Regions from separate parts of the Mus musculus genome. Here region 2 is linked to region 1. The links are chromatin contacts, called in public HiChIP or PLAC-seq maps. All regions are on one chromosome and are shown on one strand. Each heading gives the region's core, a stretch centred on a gene start, on an enhancer-like site or on the middle of the called end of the contact. The rest is flanking DNA. Distances are from core to core; before and after follow the strand shown.

What was found. HiChIP or PLAC-seq counts read pairs in DNA pulled down with a chosen protein or histone mark.
Region 2: a contact with region 1 is called in an H3K4me3 HiChIP or PLAC-seq map of embryonic limb bud, with 5 times the contacts expected there. The contact joins the promoter of Dicer1 here to the enhancer-like site in region 1. A contact is called at or near these places in 12 of 39 promoter capture datasets (the 3T3-L1 cell line, 3T3-L1-derived adipocytes, cranial neural crest and 7 more), 1 of 15 datasets of contacts at CTCF or cohesin (embryonic stem cells), 5 of 484 Hi-C or Micro-C datasets (the N1E-115 cell line, embryonic stem cells, nephron progenitors and 1 more), 20 of 115 datasets of contacts at active chromatin or transcription factors (cardiomyocytes, craniofacial prominence, embryonic basal ganglia and 11 more) and 1 of 9 other capture datasets (embryonic stem cells).

The regions. Positions count from the first base shown.
Region 1 is chr12:104,438,913-104,441,612 of GRCm38.p6, forward strand. It overlaps Gm40562 (a long non-coding RNA gene), which reads left to right. Exons shown (of 4, transcript XR_872954.2): 4 at 1,105-1,246. Among named protein-coding and RNA genes, the nearest start is that of Gm40562, 6.3 kb to the left of the region's middle. Within about 2 kb of position 1,324, at least 14 of the 459 cell types and tissues checked have an H3K27ac peak or open chromatin away from gene starts, as enhancers often do. A contact at or near this core is called in embryonic limb bud, where this site is marked.
Region 2 is chr12:104,750,582-104,753,281 of GRCm38.p6, forward strand. It overlaps Dicer1 (dicer 1, ribonuclease type III), which reads right to left and starts at 1,371. Exons shown (of 27, transcript NM_148948.2): 1 at 1,167-1,371.

The sequences.
Region 1 (2,700 bases), core at 74-2,573:
TTGGGGGGAGGGGTAACGATGCACCTGCAGGAAATGCCCTCGAGTGGGTGGGAAGCACTCAGCCTGGACATCCAATGGGCAAAGCCACCATCTCTCTGCAGCACAGCAAGCCAGGCCCTGTAACCCGCGATGATTGAGAAGACAGCTGCCTGGACTGAATTTGTCTTCACACGAATGACATTTCAAAATGCATATTCTCAGTGTTTTTTTGAGTAAAGAGTCAGAGGCATGGAGCTTGAACTCCGGTCCACATGCTTGCAGGGAAAGCACTTTACCAGCGAGGCCATCTCCCCAGCCCTAGATAAAGAACAATTTAAGATGGCAAATCTGTCTGACTGTACATACTGAAGCACGGTAAATTCATTTTAAATTGCAGAGAGTGCCCGTAACCCACTCCCATGGATTTACCCACTCTGGGGTTACTTTCTTTACATTTCATTGAAGGACACTCAAAGCTACAGAAAAGTCATAGACTAAGTGCACATCGCCTCCCTGAGCCCTTGCATGAAGGTACAGCCCCTCTCTAGATGGAGCCCCAGACTGAGCGCCACAGACCTCCACAGTGACTGTGCCCTTCCCATCGCACAGACTGCTGCCCCCCACCCCACCCCATCCCCATCACCACGGGGAAATGTCACTTGTCCTGGAATCTCATATCTGCCTTGATTCATCCTCCAATTTAGCAGCTGTGAGATCCCACCGCACCACGGCTTGGGTTGCAGCTTCTTCATTGCATTCTAGAATTGTCTCAGAGTGGATGTGGTGGGCTCCCACCCAGCAAGAGACCCTGTCTTGAGGCAATAAGGCAAAGTGATAGGAGAAGGCATCCTGCTCTGGTTCCTGTGTGTGTGCACATGGGTGCACAGCATATACAGTATACTCTCAAATAGATAGATAGATAGATAGATAGATAGATAGATAGAATGTATATTATGTTATATATTATATATTGTTATATATTATATATTTGATGGAATCTTAGCTTTGCACTAGCCTTGTTTAATGTCATGCAGTAGGCATTTAAAAATAAAACAACATTACATTCCTGTCCTACTCATAAAGGCTCTATAAGACCAATGCTGGCTTTTCTTTCCCACTTTATAGATGGAAAAACTGAGGCTTAAAGGAAAGCAGTGAAGCTAAAACTCAATTGTTGGTTCTGCTCATGAAAGAGCCTCGGTGTGAGGAAGGAAATAGCCCAGGATGGAAACAGCACCCAAGGAAGCCTCTCGGGAAGGAGACAGCGAAAGTCTAAGCTGCTCTGAGGCTTGGCTTGAACCAATGAATACCCAGAGCCCGGGATTTTAAAAGGTGCTTTCCCGCTTTGGGCCACTAGGCGGCGACAGAGCAGCGTCCAGAGGCGCCTGCGAGTTGCGCTGGATCAGCCAGCAGCAGCCTGGAGACAAACCAGGCCTGTGAGCAGGATTTTAGGGAAAGACAAGGTAGGAGCAGGCTCTGGCGAAGGATCAGAAACTTTTCAAAGACCGGCTCCCTTGTGCCTCCGAGTCTTGAGCATTCTAAATCACCTGAGCCCCCCGAGTGTCCCTGACCTCATTCGTAGGCCAGGAAAGACAGATGGGAAGAGGAAAGCAGGATCAGACAACAGGAGAAAGGGCGGGTGCTCCCCCCACGCTGCTCCCCTCCACAAACAAAGAGGCATCCAGAAGAAGCCAGATCCCCGGTCTTCCGCCTGCACCTTCCTGCCCAGCCCCTCTGACCAGGGACATTTTCCAGAGTCACTAGAGTCCCCTGTGAGACACAGGAATGAAATGTGCAGCTTGCCTTTCTTAGACGCGTTTATGCTTAGGGTCTCAGGAAGACACTAAAAGGGCTTTGAGACAACAGCCTCGGGATGTCAAGGGCACTTGAGGGACTCGGACAGCACACCTGTGATCCCAGACATGGAGATCAAGTTCAAGGCCAACCTTGCCTGCATAGCGTGCTCCAGGCCACTCTAAGCATGAGACGCTCACAAGTTTTTTCTCTGCCCTCTGCCCTCCACACCTTGAGAATCTTCAACCTCACGTGAGCAGCTGGCTTAAGACCCAATGGCACGGCCACCTTTCTGTAGCTCTGTCTGAGCACCAGACTGGTAATTCCTGAAAACTGGTCACTTAGCATCCCCAGAATCCTCCTGCATGTGCCAAGCGTGGTCTAGCTCTCCAGCTCTGGAGACGCAGAACTTGAGTTTATGGTTGTCTTTTGCTATGTAGTGAGTTCAAGGGCAGTGTGGGCTATGTGTGACCCTTTCCCCAAAACAAGACAAAGAAAAAGGAGTGATAACAACTCATTCTAAATATAAATAAATTCCAGATGAAGCCAATGTTCATGTGTGTATGCTAAAAAGCCTTAAAACGGTTTTTTTTTGGGGGGGGGGTGGCTGGAGAGATGTCTCAGTGGTTAAGAGTACTGGCTGCTCTTCCAGATGTCCTGAGTTCGATTCCCAGCAACCACATGGTGGCTCACAGCCATCTGTAATGCGATCTGATGCCTTCTTCTGGTGTGTCTGAAGATAACTACAGTATACTCATATAAATAAAATAAAATAAAATAAAATAAAGACAAACAAAACCTACAACATGCTTACATATAACTCCAAAATGGCAAAGTCCTCTCTCCAAGGATATATTACTCAAACAGCTAAGAATTGCTAACTTCTCATACATTGTGTGTGCATATGCATTTGTGTGTATCTCATAT
Region 2 (2,700 bases), core at 121-2,620, 310 kb after region 1:
CTTGGTGCTGACAGTTCTATAAAATACACTCCAGTCATGATATTGTGCACTGTTTATATTACACACTGCATGTTTCACAGGTAGCCTGAAAAGTGAAACAGATTATTCCAGAACTCAGTCCCCAAAGATATCAAAAAGATATTTCCAAAAACACCCAAACTACTGCTTGCTACAAGCCTCACCCAGTATTCACCTTTCGGTTACATTTCAGGTCCTTGGTTACCATGAAAATTTTTGCCTAGAAAACTTAAAATGTTTATACCAATGAATTTCCAACTCAGCGATCCTACTTTACAACAGGTTTGAAAAACATATCTCAAGTTGCTTAACTCTTGAACTGCATCCTTTCCTACTGACTTACAGTGAGGTTCCTCAGAAAACTAACAATCAAAGATTCAGAAACTCAGGAGCGAACTCCCAAGTAAGTCTCTTTCACCCGATGACGTCTTTCAACACTTGATCACCATAATACTTAGGGCATCATATATCGGTAACTAACCCTTTAATCACAAGTCTACTCATAAAAGCAAGGACTATTACAGATCATAGACTCCCAGTCATCCATTTGGGCAAGTCTTCAGGACACTGGCTCTGTCCTGAAGGCAAAGTCACAAGGGCAGCTCATCTCTGCTAGGCAATCCACACCAATTTGGTGTGCTGGCTGGAGATGCACACAGATTTGGCTGAACGAAAGCCCCTTAAGCAAAGACCCTTCTTCGCAAGGTCCAGACGACCTAAAAGGGGAGGGGCACAAAACATGGCCTGGGCCACCCACCCCCTAGGGCCAGCCTTGGTCACCTGCCAATAAACACACAACAGTCCTTCCCAGGGCTCCAGCCCGCACCTCGCTGAGGCCTTGTCCCCCTCCAGATCCTCGGAGGCATCCAGGGGTCCCGCGCCATTTGGCAGGCCCGGGTCGCTCCCGAGACGCCGGCCCGCGTGGATACCTCCTGTCTTCTCCCGGGCTTCGAACGCGGAACGGGACCTGTCAAAGGCCGCTCCTCCTAAGGCGGGGGTGCGGAGAGGCCCGCGTGGACAGTTCTCTGCCCGGGCTCGGCGTCGCGGCCTGCTCCCGGCGCCCGCGCGGGCCTCGCGCAAGAGGCGGGCCGGGCATCGCCGTCCCCCGGGCCCGGACACAAAGCGGCCCAGCAGGGAGCCCGCCTCACCTGCAGCACTGGGCGCCGCGGGCCTTCCAGAACCATCGGACCCCGCTCCGGCGCGCGCGTCACAGCCCAGGCCTCCCGGTGCCGCCCGGCGCCGCCGCCGCCGCCGCCATTTCCTGCCGCTCGCCGTCGTCTCGTTCCCGCTGTCAGGTTACTCCATTCACCTGGGCCCGGAGCCGCCCGCGCCGCACCGCGCCGCGCCCCGACCCCTCCCGCCCGCGCCTGCGGAGACTGCGCAGCGCCCTGCTCGCCCGCAGCCCGCGCTCGGCCCGCGGCGACGGCGCACAGCGGCTTGGAGAATCCCACCGGCGTCGCGCCGCCGCTCCGCGCCCCCTCGCTCGCTCGCCCCGCGGCCGCATGAAAGCCGTCCTGTGATTGGACGGAGCGCGGAGGTGAAAGGTTAACCCCGGCCCCCCAGCCACTCAGAAGCCGGGAGACAGCAGACTCGGGCCGAGGCCGCGTCGGAGGCCCAATGCGAAGACCGAGCTCTGCAACGCAGTCAGCCAGCCTGCCGGCCGGCCGGAATCCTGAACGCGCCGCTGGGGCTACGCAGTCCCAGCTCCCGGCTCCTTTCCCTTCCTGATGATGGCACACATCGCCCCCATCCGCAAGCCCCGCTGCACCGCTCTTTTGGTCCAAAGAACTGATCTCTTTGGGCAGCCCTCAAAACCAACTTGAATAACCAGAAAATGCCCGCGGCGTGCAAACTTGGTTTTATAAGGCTGAGCTTTCTGCTGCGTCTTCTTGCTGAGATCAGAGGAGTAAAGAGACCGACTTAAAGAAAACCATCTTAGTGTAGGACCCTCCCCCACCTCCGTGTAGGCATCTTGGAAAAAGACTCCGGAATAGACTGGTACTCCAGGTGAGGGATGGACGCTTCTAGCCCCGGGCTTCTCTCAGCCACTGGAAGCGCTTACCTGTCCGTCTGAACTATGTCCAACAGTCCCACGTAGTGGTTGTTACCTCTCCAAATTAAGGCTAATCTTTAATAAGTGCAAGTGATTTGTTTATTTGAATAAATACTAGTGTCATTTGTTTCAATTTTTTTATTACTGTTATTTCGAAAGTAGGTCTCACTATGTAGACCAGGCTGTCCTCAAACTCCGCCTGCCTCTGCCTCTCAATTTTTGGGTTTAAACGTGTGTGCCACGCCGGGCGTGGTGGGGCACGCCTTTAATCCCAACACTTGGGAGGTAGAGGCAGGCGGATTTCTGGGTCCGAGACCAGCTTGGTCTACAGAGTGAATTCCAGGACAGCCAGGGCTATTACACAGAGAAACCCTGTCTCGGGAAAAAAAAAAGATATTTTTTTAAAGACTAACTCCTTGTCCATTAGCAGATGTTTCTGATTTCTTTACCTTTAACTTGGAGGCAATATGGTCCATTTGTTTTGTTTTGTTTTGTTTTGTTTTGTTTTTCGACACAATGTTTCTCTGTATAGCTCTGGCTGTCCTGGAACTTGCTCTGTACACCAAATTGGCCTTGAACTCATAAAGATCCAACTGCCTCTGCCTCCCAAGCACTGGGATTAAAGGCGT